Regions from separate parts of the Mus musculus genome. Here all the other regions are linked to region 3. Evidence: chromatin contacts called from public promoter capture Hi-C data. All regions are on one chromosome and are shown on one strand. Each heading gives the region's core, a stretch centred on a gene start, on an enhancer-like site or on the middle of the called end of the contact. The rest is flanking DNA. Distances are from core to core; before and after follow the strand shown. Region 1 holds the start of Adamts8 (a disintegrin-like and metallopeptidase (reprolysin type) with thrombospondin type 1 motif, 8). Region 2 holds the start of Kcnj5 (potassium inwardly-rectifying channel, subfamily J, member 5). Region 3 holds the start of Tmem45b (transmembrane protein 45b).

What was found. Promoter capture Hi-C pulls out the DNA fragments that hold promoters and counts their contacts. Capture Hi-C pulls out chosen DNA fragments and counts their contacts.
Region 1: a promoter capture Hi-C map of liver shows a contact between it and region 3, with 2.6 times the contacts expected there. The contact joins the promoter of Adamts8 here to the promoter of Tmem45b in region 3. A contact is called at or near these places in 2 of 39 promoter capture datasets (pre-B cells and stem cell-derived epiblast-like cells) and 1 of 9 other capture datasets (liver).
Region 2: a promoter capture Hi-C map of embryonic stem cells shows a contact between it and region 3, with 2.8 times the contacts expected there. The contact joins the promoter of Kcnj5 here to the promoter of Tmem45b in region 3. A contact is called at or near these places in 4 of 39 promoter capture datasets (embryonic stem cells, hippocampal neurons, liver and 1 more).

What each region holds. Positions count from the first base shown.
Region 1 is chr9:30,940,312-30,944,604 of GRCm38.p6, forward strand. Adamts8 (a disintegrin-like and metallopeptidase (reprolysin type) with thrombospondin type 1 motif, 8) reads left to right here and starts at 2,251. Exons shown (of 9, transcript NM_013906.3): 1 at 2,251-3,290. The coding sequence starts at 2,526.
Region 2 is chr9:32,343,059-32,347,583 of GRCm38.p6, forward strand. It overlaps Kcnj5 (potassium inwardly-rectifying channel, subfamily J, member 5), which reads right to left and starts at 1,286. Exons shown (of 4, transcript NM_010605.5): 1 at 1,046-1,286. Gm39317 (a long non-coding RNA gene) reads left to right here and starts at 4,415. Exons shown (of 5, transcript XR_870611.2): 1 at 4,415-4,525.
Region 3 is chr9:31,461,240-31,465,686 of GRCm38.p6, forward strand. It overlaps Tmem45b (transmembrane protein 45b), which reads right to left and starts at 2,999. Exons shown (of 6, transcript NM_144936.1): 1 at 2,927-2,999.

The DNA.
Region 1 (4,293 bases), core at 1,001-3,500, 520 kb before region 3:
CGCAGTTTGTCAAGCCTTTATATTCTTTGAAGCTCAAGACGTTAATGTAGGAACTCCAAAATCGGCCCATTTGAGATTTTCCATGGTGGGCTGGGATAGTGTTTGTTTTGCTGTATGGACTTCACCAACCAAGCTTCTCAGAGTCCTCTCTGCAAGTCATCCGCCATCCCTGCAAGGCTTGGATTAAGCATAACTAAGGTACGGATGACACCTTGTGGTTGCATTGCGAATGGCAGGCATTTCCCTGGAAGTTACCACAGGGGCATCAGGAGGAATCCAGCAGGTCTCTACCTAGCAGCCAGGCTGGCTCCCAAGATCGTTTGCCAGACAGCAATTTTTGTGTGGTTGTAGTTGTAGTTGTTGATGAAATTGGGCAAAGATGAAGCCCAGTTCAGTGTCTGCCTTCAAAGTAGTTCTTTCTGTTTTACAACAGTAGCAGCTGCAATTTCCAGAGATTTCCCAAATGAAAACACAAGCAACACTTAGTTTCCCCGAGCCTGGTTATAGCCTCTAACATCTAAAGAGAAAGAAGAAGCTGGGCACTCCAATAAAATAGTAGTCACAAAGAAGAAAGAAGGCACTCGCACACGTGAAGGACCTAACTACTATGGAAAACCAGAAGTTGAAAGCCAGGCATGAGGTCACAGCACATACCTGTTTGAGGCCAGCCTGGGCTATGCAGTGAGTCCCTGTTTCAAGAAAGAAAAGAACAACAACCAGGAAAAAAGAAAAAGGAAAAGGATACACTGGAAAATACTGAACAAGGAACTTAATGGCTAAGACCAGTAATTGAAATGTCACCACAGCCCTGAGGCAAAAGGGATTGCTCATTTAACCGTACAGGTCACACTGTCCCAGGGATATTAAACTGTTGAGGGATGAGCATCTTGTTCATTTTTGGTAGAAAACAGAGATGCTTTCCATTCCCCTGCCTCTAGGAGTGTTTTACCCAAACTTCCAATTCTCTATACAGCAAAGGAAGGAGATTCAACCACTCCTTTGCAGTCCTATAAAAGTGGAGAGAGCTTGCGGTGCTGGGGCCTTTCCTTAGGTTCTGTAGTGACACAAGTTAATTTAAGAGACTCCTCTTTGTAGGTAACAAGTCCCAAGGAGTCTTTTGCATAGGCCAATCCTTCACAGCTACAGAAATGGATTGGATCGGCCAAACGAAGTAAGAATGACTCAACTGTAGGCACCCTCACATAAGCAAAGAGCTGCGTAGTTGGGGGTAGGTGAGCTGCCAAATGCTGTATCCTCCATGATTGTCTCAGAAAAGACACAGGGCGAGGGGCTAGGACTTGTTCTGGTACTGAGAGAACGTTGATTCTGAATCCAATCTAGACCTGCACCGGTAATACTAGAGTGGATACAAAGATTGTGGTTTGTGGTCTTAAGACGGTCATCACTCTTGCTGGATCCCACTCTCTTCTGTAGGAAGGTGGCAGAGTGAATTATCTCCCCACATATTTAGATGTATTTGGAGCTGTGGGCAATACAGTATAAGGGACCTGGCCACCTTTCCCCGTGTCAGCAAGGCAACTGGCAGAGCTGTGCATCAGAAGACAGACTGGTGAAGTACTTCCTCCCATAGGAAACGAGAAATGTAGTGGTATTGAATCCATTTTACTTTCCTGGTAGTAGCCTCTCACTACCCCCACTATGCTCAGAAGCAAGCAACAAAACAACCTTGACCAGGTGGCATTTTTAAAGTTCTGAAGTGCTCCTAATGGACAGCGTGATTCCAGTATGACTTTCCTACCTCTCACTTTGTATTTGACCATTAAAGGCTTTGGAACCTTCCCACAAACCTCTTTTAACACTGCCAGGTTTGTACAAAAATCTGCATACTGTCTCTGAGGCCAGAGCAGGGTGTGTCTGTCCCCAGCACCTGGCTCTTGCACAAGAAGAAGCCAGTGTCTCTCCCATCTAGGACTCGCCTTCAGGGGGACTGTCCAGCATTACAGGAATTGGCATGGGTCTTCACGTAGTCACGTAAAAAGGAAAAAAAAAAAAAAAGCTGTAGTTGACACTTAACTACTTAACTATCGGGAGGGGCTCACTGACTCCTGATTGGTTTTACATTTCATCCCTTTTTTTTCCCCTCCTCTCCTTTTCTGTTTCTGTCTCTGACCCCAGGGGAGGGGAAACGGGAATAGTGAGCGATCAAAAATAAACCTCTTATGTCAAAGCCGGGAAGGAAGTATAAATACGAAGGGCTCGGCAGCCCACTCGGTGTTTCCCGAGGAAGGAGGCGACTGCACGGGACGCCGCGGAGGACGCGCGCTCGCGGCCCGGGGCGCCAGCTGCTCGAGTTCTGCTAGGTTGGCTGGCGCAGGAGGAGCGGGCTGCGCGATCCAGAGGGGCCGCCAGGGGACCGCCGCGCCTGCTGCCGCTAGCCGAGTCGGCCTCCCCATCCGATTGATCATTTTTCCTGGACAGAGCGGCCCGGCCGCCTCGGGCCACCAGCACCTGCCCGCGCGCGGCGATCTTCTTCCCTCTCCCGCGCTCCGCAGCACTCTGCCCCCATGCTCCGCGACCCCACCACCACCGGGTGGCCGCCCCTCCTGCTGCTGCTATTGCAGCTGCCGCCGCCGCCACTCGTCTGCGGCGCCCCGGCGGGGCCGGGAACCGGGGCGCAGGCCTCGGAGCTAGTGGTGCCCACGCGGTTGCCCGGCAGCGCGAGCGAGCTCGCCTTCCACCTGTCCGCCTTCGGCCAGGGCTTCGTGCTGCGCCTGGCGCCTGACGCCAGCTTCCTGGCGCCGGAATTCAAGATCGAGCGCCTCGGGGGCTCGAGCGCGGCGGCCGGGGGCGAGCCGGGACTGCGTGGCTGCTTCTTCTCTGGCACAGTGAATGGAGAACGGGAGTCGCTGGCGGCGATGAGCCTGTGTCGCGGGCTGAGCGGCTCGTTCTTGCTGGCAGGCGAGGAGTTCACCATCCAGCCACAGGGCGCTGGGGACTCCCTGGACCAGCCTCATCGCCTGCAGCGCTGGGGGCCGGGACAGCGCCGCGAAGACCCCGGGCTCGCTGCCGCCGAAGTTTTCCCCCTCCCTCAAGGACTGGAGTGGGAGGTGGAGATGGGTAATGGGCAGGGACAGGAGAGAAGTGACAACGAAGAGGACAGGAAGCAGGACAAGGAGGGGTTGCTCAAAGAGACAGAAGACTCCCGCAAAGTGCCACCACCCTTCGGATCCAAAACTAGAAGCAAGAGGTTTGTGTCCGAGGCTCGCTTCGTGGAAACACTTCTGGTGGCTGATGCGTCCATGGCTGCCTTCTATGGGACCGACCTGCAGGTAGGACCTTCCGCAGACCCTGACTAACAGTCTATTGCCTCTCGATGGTTTTCAATTCTTCCCTTCCCACGGGGGGGGGGGGATCCCTCGCGCTCCCAAGCCCAACCCCAAAGGGGACTTTCTTCTTTCTGAGAAACAGCAGTAACTCCATTAGCTTCTGCCTTCCCGGCTTCCTACTTCCCAATCCCTAAATCCCTTCCAATTTACAGTAGAGGCGCTGGCTCTGTCTCTTCCCAGCATCCTGAGTCTTCCACAGTTCCCAGGCACCTGCTTCTCCCAAAGGGAGATTAAAAACTGCTAAAGAGCCCTGTCCTTCCTGGTCCTGCTTCCCGCAATTCTCTACTATCTGAGACTCTCTGAGACTTCCTAGGAGAGGAAGCTGGGCTGGGACAAGGTAGCTGGGACTGTCTTTGGGTACAGAACTGAGGTTCCTGTAAGTAAAAGTCGTTAGAGGGAACCGGACCTGGAAAGAGACTGTCCAACTTCTGTATGCCCAGCTGGTTCTGATCAAGGGGCATGGGCTACCTTGCCAACCTGGCGCTCAACCCCGGCAGAACTTGGCAGTGCCAACATCCAGCTCAAGAAGGAAGGAGAACAGAATTTCTGCCTGGGGGCTCAGCCCAGAAAACTGAAGTTTCAGTGAGAAAGGGGAGGGAGCAGGGCTGAAGGGTGAACTTTGTCATTTACTGTATTCAAAGGAACCAGGGCTGAGGTTGGTCCACCCGGTGGCCACCCTCAGCCCAGAATCAGCTTCCAACTGACCTAGGCAGAAAAATTGAGTTCAAGACATTATTGCTAGTAGCTGAGCATTCTTTACTACATGCAGTTGGTGCTGACTCAGCAAGAAGTGCTCCCAATCCCTCCCTCAAGATAGGGCAAAGATCTTACCAGAAGCAGAAAGGATAAGGGTCCCATTTTCTAGAATAGACAGAACCATAAACATTAGCTCAGCTAGAGGAAACTGACCTGTCCAGAGATCATAGTTTCTCAGGCAGAGGATCCC
Region 2 (4,525 bases), core at 36-2,535, 880 kb after region 3:
GCTCAACACCCCGGTTCTGTAAATATTAGCTGCTGTCCCCTGCTTCTCCGCAGGGATTCCCATGCTCGGTGGCCCAGGCAGCTTGCTTAGGAGAAAGAATAGCTACACTTTGGAGTCAGATACTGTGGAGACTCTCCCGTTGTAATCTCAGTTACTCACCCTCTCAGAGCTGCCATTTCTGTGCTGTGGGACAGGCTTGCTAGTCTCCGTTTAACTGAGAAGAGTCACAGTGAGCATTTGCATTCCCACTGTTTGCCTGGTGTTTGAAAGGTTCCCCTCGATAGCGCCCCGGGATCTTGGTATGGATGCTGGGCAGGCTAGAGTCTCCACTGCCTTTTGGGAATAGCCCATGAAATTTCGAGAAGCCAACACTGAACACTGCTCCACAGTCCCAGGCTAGAAACCCCCCTCCTAGTGGCCTGCCCTTGCGTTTAAAGGAGGCCCTGGCAGAATCAGGTGCTACAGAGCAGATCTCCAAGGAGAGCCACCATCAGGAAAATGCTATAGCTTGTCTTCCTCCACCTTTTATCTTTAACCCTTCTTTTGAACAATTGCAGAAATGTTTTCAAAAGAAGGAAAGCATACAGGTAGTGACCAATTCTGAGAAGACTGGTACCGCAAAGCAGTTAGATTAGAAAGCAGCTGGGGCAGAGAGTCTACAGTCCAGGGGGTCGCCCTACCCGACCATCTCTGCCCCCACCTGAAGCTGTTTCTGGGAGCAAGGTTCTCTCTATCTCCTCCCAAGGCCTGGCCAAGCAAGCCAAAGATGGAAGGTTTCAGTCCCGCAGGTATCCTGGTCTGGTTCTGGGAGCAGGGCGTTTATGGTCCTGGGGAGGCTGGACTCCTCATCTTGGGGAGGCCGGCAGCTAAGGCCAGCTTCAGTTTGTTGAACTTTGGACCACCGGATCTTGTTCCCATCCTGTCTCAACCCGACAGGCTCCGGTAGGGGAAAGCCTTCTTTTAGAACCACAGGACACCTAGTGAGGGTCCGGTTTGGGGAGTCGCTGGGCTGGGGGAGGGACGCGAGAGAAAGGAGACAACTTACTTGTAGCGCAGAGAGCTTCTCCGAACCCTTGGGGCTAACTTCTGGAGATCCTTCCAAGGCGGTGCAGGTGGCTCTCAGGGCTCTCCAGGGGATTCCCTAGCCTCAGGCATTGCCTACGGACGGGCAGACGCCCCGAGCCACTCTGGTGTCGCAGGTCCAGCTAGCAGAGGCGTCTAAACCTCCCGCCCCTTCACCGGTCTGCCTCGCCCTTCTATCTAGAGAGAACAGCGGGAGGCTCTCTGCTGTCCCTCTCCTCTCCGCCCTCCTCTCTTCTCCCTCCCCATCTCCTCCCGTCCCCCCGCCCCCCCTCCCGGGTTCTCCTCCCTCTGTCCCCCTACAATTGAATCTCTGGATAGAACGCGATTTAAAGGGCCACAGGCAAAGGAGAACCACAAAGAAAGGCAGCAATGGGAGAAATGCTTGCACAATGGGGTATATGGTGGAGATGGGTGGGGGCTGTTGGTATCGGGGGTCACAGTCACTTGGAAGGAGTCCGGTGCCGGACGCAGGGCCAGAGAGAGCGGGCAGCCTCCTCCCTACTCTCCTGCCCACTACTCCCCCTTCGCCACCTCCCTCCAAGACCTCCTTGTTGATGCTCCTGTGCTTCTGGCCACGCTTAAGCGAGGGTCAGAGACCTGCGCCACCAGATGTGTGTGAGAGCTTCCCGTGAATATGTGGGAAAGCTCACGTGTACATGTGTGTGTGTGATCGCCCGCGTGTGTAAGCGCCCCCGCACGTGTGTGAGCGCCCGCGTGCCTGTGTTTAGAGGGTGCGGAGGAGCAGACAGAAGAAACTCTTAGGGCAGAAAATTCAGGCTCAGAGCCTTGCAAGGGGAGGGGGGAACACCTGCTCAGTCATTCTGGGCACTTTGAGGGGGCTGTTGTCCGAACTTCCCTGCCTATCAAGAAGCCAGATGCAGCAGGTGGGGGACATTCCCCTGGAAGTCCGGAGTCACAGTCTAGGGGGGGACCTTAAGCTGTTACTGGGTCTGGCTCTTGAGACTGGGACCTGATTATAACTGAAGGGGAAAGTCTAGAGAAGGGAGAAGGGAAGTGGGTCTTTTGTTGGAGCATTCTGCTTAGGGTAGTCTATAGGTGAGTGGGAATGGCTATTCATTGAAATGGATATGGCCTTCCCTTGAAAGGCAAGTGAGACCTGAACCATCTTCAGGTAAGGGGGCTGGCCTTTCCTCCCACTCTCTACTTTCTTCTCTGTTCCCAAAAGTTCTTCTTGTAAAATATTAAAACTATAATGTCATTTCTGTTGCAACGTCCTATGTACATGTGTTGAAGGAAAAAGCTTTTCAATGATGGCATTAAAAGGCCCCCGGCCCCCGAACCCCCGTGTTTCCTCAAGGTTCCACCCACCTTCCAGTCCGTTGTACATTATTCTGTTTCTACTTCTCTGCATAGATCTCTTGAATGTATTTCATTTTCTGTGTGACAGCCTCCATGTACAGACCACATTGGCTGCTGCTCTGGGGGTCTGAATATCCTTCCTTCTGGGAATCCACTGTTAGTCTCTACCCCAGCCTAGGTCTTTCTCATTGCAGGCACAAACCCCACTCTCCCTCTTTTGTGGACTGTTCTTGGCTTTGAGCATAGAGGACTCTATTCTTCAATGAACCGTAGGAAAGACAGGAATGTCACTCACTGCACAGGGAGGGCTGCTGTCTGGGAGAGCCAGCACGTGGCTGTCTGCTGGTGCCTTCACTAGTCCCAACCTTAACATCTCTCTGTCTGTTACACAGTTTTTGGGGTTCAGCACCCAAAGGAGAGGGTTTATTCGGCTTCTGCCTCCACATTCACAGTCCATCACTGAAGGAAGTCAGGACAGGAGCTCAACATGACCAGAACCTGGACTCAGAAGCTGATGCAGAGGACATGAAAGGTGGTGCTTACCGGCTTGCTCATCATGGCTTGCTCAGTCTGACTTAATATAGAATCCAGGGGTGGGACTACCCACAGTGGGTTGGGCCCTCTGCCATCAGTCACTAACTAAGAAGATGCCCTACGGCCAGAGCTTAGGGAGTCATTCTCAAAGTTGAGGTCTCCTCCTTTCTGAAGACATTAATTAGCTTGTGTAAAGTTGCCATGAAACTAGCCAGCACAGCCATTAGGTGTTGGTTTAACGCTCAGTAGGGGGTCTTTAATTCTTTGGTTTCCTGGTTGTCAGGAGTAGCTGGGCTGTGTTGCTCTGAGAGCCAGCTATGCCCAACATGAAGCTTTTTGCTGAGTCTTGGCTTCGTGTTCCACCGTGTAGCAGCAGTGGCCTTTGGATTGCTACAGAGAGCATGGTGCTCTGTCTGCCTCGTGGTGGAACAAAGTAGAGCAGGAAGGTTCTGCTTCGACAGCATTCTCTCAAGGGTTGGGACCTTGAACCAGAGGCAGAACAATCGACGTCCAGTTTTTAGCCTAGGCCTGGATAATGAGAGGTAGTGGGTGGGATTTTTAGTCTCCACTGTTGTTCAGAAATGTAGGGTGGTCTGGGAGTTTCCAGCCCAAGTCTGCGAGAGAGCACAAATGGCATCTAAGGATAAATGACAAGACTGCTGGATGGCTTAGAACTACTTAGAACTACTTAGAGAGCCTGAAAGGTGCTAAGTGTGTCTTTCATTGTCTGGAAATTAATGAGGGCTACAGAAGGTAGCCGGCTGCTGTGGGTTATCACTGTTAATTAGCATGCAGACACACCTCCTCTGTCCTCTCTCATTTGCTTCTCTTTCTTTCTTTCATGAGCAGGGACTGAATTCCTAGTTAAAAAGTTTCTCTTTAGAATATGACACTTACAGGAAATTATTTTTTCACCTATTTATAGAAATTCCATTTGCATTTATGAGGCTAGTAATGTCTCATAAATATTTCCTGCCAGATAAAATATTAATTAAAAGAATTTGTTGAGTTATACTCTCAAGTCCTAACTAAATCTCTTTTAAGACAAATATTTTAAGTACTGTTTTCTTATGCTAGGAGGATCTCTCATCCATTCCCGTGTTTGTTAATAAGCCCTCCAGGAACAGTAGATATCAATCAATGAGGTTTTCCACGATATCTAATTAATAGTCAGCTGGCAACAATGCAACTTAAAAAAAATACTAAAAAATAGGCGTTGCTGATACAACTGCAGCTACTTACAGTAGTATCTCGTTTACCCTCAAGAATTAGCAACCTGAATTTTTTTCTGTTCTTATGGTTTCTTTATACTAAAATTGCACGCGCGCGCGTGTGCACACACACACAGTGTTCCAATCAGTGAACACTGGCCATGCACACAGCAGTCCCTCCTCACTCACTGTTAGACTTTCTCTAGTTTCAGTTCCCAGGAGGCAGCAGCCGTGGTTGGAATAAGCCAAGTGGGACATTTCAGAAATACTCAATTTATAAGTTTTAAATTGCATGTGATTCTGAGTAGCATAATAAAATGTCACACATCTTGTCCTGCCCTATCAAGGCACAGTGTGTCCACACTGTGTGAGAGACG
Region 3 (4,447 bases), core at 1,749-4,248:
GTTCAGCATTAAATGTGTGTCTATATAACCTCTCTCCCCACCCAGGGTGCAGGGAACATTGTAGAAGAAATGGCAGAAAGTTTTTAAGAGTCCAAGGTTAGGGAAAGCTCTGAGAACTGATTTTTTTTTTTTTAATTGCTGCTACTCATGAATTCACAGTAACTGGTTACCTGTGTAAGACTTGAAGACCTGCACAAGGTCAAGACAATCAACATTCCGGAATGGGCAGCAGAGGGACACATGGGATACCATTCTTAGCTGTGGAGCTATTGGCAGTCAATGGCTACTGGGCTCCACTTGGGGAGGATTTGTCATTTTTTCCTTCAGGGCTGTGATGGTTCACACTCCAGTGAATGGCACCACAGTCATAGGAATGGTTGGAATACTGATTTGATTTAGTAGGTTTTTTTTTAAAAAGGAGAAAAGAGATGAGATTGGTAGGGAAAGTGTGTGTGTGTGTGTGTGTGTGTGTGTGTGTTGTAGTCCAGGATGAGTTGGAGGGAGGAAATTGTGGGATGTATATGATCAAAAGACATTGGATATATTTGTGAAATTCTCAAAGAACAAACAATATATAAAAATGAATATGAATGTTTAGGAGAAACAAATTATAATCTATCATAAAACTTAAAATAATTGTACAAAATAACCTAGTATGAACTGGAATATTCTGGGAAACATTCTAGTTGGAGCTTGGCTCTGCCATTTCATAACTGGACAGCACTGAACAGGTACAAAATGGCTTGACTTCAGTGTCTTTGCATAGGGACTAGCGATCCTTCTCTTATCTCCTAGTACATAAGTCATGCCGTGGTCTCTAAATCACCATTTTGCTGTCCTACCCACAAGATACTGATGATGCTTTGTGAGATCCAACTCCTGGCTGTGGACCACTGTGGCTTGCCATTACATTATAACTCTGCACCACATCCAGGTGACTGAAAGACTTTTTCAATTTTCTTCAGGTCTCTTAATATGGGCCTTGTGCTCATCTACTTTTAAAGGATGTCAATAAAAGAAACCTAAAGAGTTAAACTTTAATCTGTTTTCATTTCTAGCTCTAGAGAAGGCTAGGAAGAAGGAACTGGGTGGTCAAAAGGGTAGAAAAGTTCAGAGTTCAGTACATGTGTGTGTGTCCTCTGATTTTTCACTGAAGTATGGTGCAATGTTGTAAGCAATTTATTGTTTGTCTTATGACCATCTGTAAAACATATGGAAATGAAATGTTTTTATATAGCTACCTATTTTTTGTTAACATACCAGTGACTTATTTCCCTATAATTAAAAAGTTTTGCAATCTCAGGTACTTCAGCTATGAAGGTAGCTTTCTAAGTGGCAAAGCTGTCCTTACCTACTGTGTTCAACAAGCAAAAGAGTGATAACCTTTGATCGTCTCTTGATCATACATGGTGTCTGCACTTTGTACAACTGAGCATGAAGCTGATACCATCCTGAAGTAATGGGAAGACTCAGAAATCCTCTTAATCTCTCTCCTCTCCAGTGCTCACCTCAAAGTAACATTTGCTAAGATTAAGTCATAGCTTTAGCCAAAAACATTTCAGGGAAGACACCAGATACAGTGACTGATGCATCCCGTGAGATTCAACAGCTTCAGCTTGGCCATCAGAGGCAGCATCCACCAGGAAGGCAGGGGAAAGGACCACAGAATACAAAGGAAAGTGCCGCCATGGTACCTGTTTCCACCTTCCTAAACAAGAGCAAACTGAAGCTCTTTGGTAAGAGGGAAGAACGTTTGGTTTCTGTAATACTATTACAGGTACTGTGCAACCAGATAAAACCTTGCTCGATGCTCATCCTTTGTTAAAACAGTGGTTCCTATTCAGTGCAGCGGTACTATCCGTCTCTTGTCTTTTCCGGAGACTATAGAACAGCAGGTGACCACATTATTACTAAGCCAACAAACTGTCATAAAGAGCTGCCTCTTTGGCGTTCAAAATCCAGTCTCTACTGCGTAGAAAGCTCATATTGACAAAAAAACCGAAAGCGTAGGTTGCTTGTGAACAATAAACCATAGTAGCTATTTAGATAGGTGTGTAGTTAGATAAAATGCATCTGCCTTCCCAGCTTTGATAACTATGCTAATCCCAAAGTCAAATAGAACCCAGGGAAGGGCGACAGGGGGAGCAGTGTGTGGGGGGCAGGAAAGATGGAACGAAGCAGCAAGCAGCAGCCGTTGCTGAGACCTTAGGCGAGGCAACTGCTCTTACGCTTTTAAAGTTCCATTTTATGAGGCCCCACCTTTCCCTGCTGAAGTACAGATCTTTTTTTTTCCCATTACGGTGGGCCTTGTCTCCACTCAGTCCCTCTGGATTCAGGCAGGTGCCCCCACTTTCAGGCTCTCCTTGCTAAGGCCAAGGCTTTACTCTTGGCTTTTAGAAGCGGAGGCCAAACGATGGCCTGGAGGAGCTGTTATCAACCGTCTCTCATTATCAGACTTCCCGGCCTGAGGAATGTATCTGGTTCCTGTATTTATGGAGTCTTAGCGACAGATGGGGTGCAAGTGAGCGCGAGTCATTCTGGCACCCTGAAAACAACTCGAGGTCTCCTTAATAGGCACACCACCTAAGGTGGAGCGCCTGCTTCCCTGAGAATGAATGCCAGGCTTCGCACCTAGTCACCTAGTCGCAGTAACGCTGTGGACCCGAATCGTTCCAGGACCCCGGGGACAGTACAGAGGAGCAACTCCCGGGGGGAGCTGGTGAGGAGGACTACTCCTAGCCCCGAAGGGGCTAACCAACGGCTTCCTAGGTACTAGACTCCCTCTGCACTCCAGCACCCTCCCTCCATCTGAGTGAGCGCTTCTCTGTCTCCTTCCTGAGGATCCGACTCCGGATCCTCACCTCCCTTCCCAGGTGGTGCCTCCCTTTCTCCCGGCCCTGAGCCCCTGACCCAGCGGGAATCCTACCTCTTCCGAGCCTCAGAGGTGTCCACTTGCCAGCTTCGGTCACACGTGTGACCGCGGGTGCCCAGGAGGTGCAAGCGTCTGCACCCTGCCCCGCCCGGCCCCGCCCGCTGCAGGAGCTGGCAACCTCAGATGGCCCTAACCCTGCTGCTAGCACGACCTCAGGTGGCTCAGCACAGTACTTTTCTTCCAAGCACCTTTTCCCTGCTTCCGAGTGTCCCCTGTTTCTGAGAGTCCCCTGCTTCAGAGAGTCCCCTGCTTCAGAGAGTCCCCTGCTTCAGAGAGGCTTTCGGGGACCACAGGCACTCCTTTAAAAGTGTGTTCCCGAAAGCCCAGCCAGGTTCCTGGATCATCCAGGTGCACTACTTATGGAGACTTCCTGTTATGCAAAGCGATTTCTGGCCTGGGAGGAAGGGAATGCTCTGAGTGGGACTAGCTCTGAATTTCTCCAGCCAGGAAAACCACAGCTAACACGCAGGACAAATAGTCACTGACCACTCACCGCCAAGGAAGGCTCCGGTGGATGATACGTGGGCTTCTTCTTTTCCATTCTATTCTTTTCTACATCCATCCATCCATCCATCCATCCATCCATCCATCCATCCAATCAATCTTCTTTGTGCACGTTTGACAAAAATCTGTCAGGTGGGCACAGTTCTGGATTGGCATGAGAGGAGTTCCCGGGTGGTGTTTAAGATGCTGCAATAGTGGCTGCTCTCTGTAGCACTTGTAGCTAAGAGACTGACCTTATTTTGCACCGTTGCTGCCCCTTGTACTTCCTAAAGACATGAAGAGAATGCCAGCACTAAAGCTCTCTGCACACTCAGAGAAAGAACTCAGGGAGAGATACTAGCAGAGGAACCTCTGAAAAGCTGCTGTGTTTTCAAAAACGATATAAAAATCTGTATTCTCAGCTTGGGGACTAGCCCTCAGAGCAAAGGATCAGGTCCCGTCCTGGAGTGTGTCCACACCTGCAGATTTTGAAACAGAGGAAAGGGAGTAGCCCTACACAGTCATCAGCCAGGGAGAGGCTGCACTTGGTCACCAGTTCCTTCTGACGCTTTCTGCTCAGGACTGTTTTACTTTCCTTATAGGCTAAGATCTCGAGACAGCCGTGTGCAGTTTTATTGATAGAGCTACTGGTTGGTAAAGATGCTTTGACAGTTTCATTTATGTTTTGTGAGGCAGGGTCTTATGTAGCCCAGGTGTGCCTCTACCTTACCATAGAGCCACAGATGACTTTAGGTTTCTGGTCCTCCTGCTTGTACCTCACAAGCACTGGGATTGCAGGTGTGCACCCCTCTGTGTCTGGTTTATATAGTTCTAGTGGTTGAACACAGGGTTTGGTACAAGCTAGAAGAATACCAATTGAACTGCATCCTCAGCCCAGAGATTGTGTGTGTGTGTGTGTGTGTGTGTGTGTGTGTGTGTGTGTGTGTGTGTATGTACATGCGGAGGCTAGGTCCATGTTGGGTGTGTTCTCTCACCTTCCACCTAATTTTTGAGATGAAGTCACTCACTGAC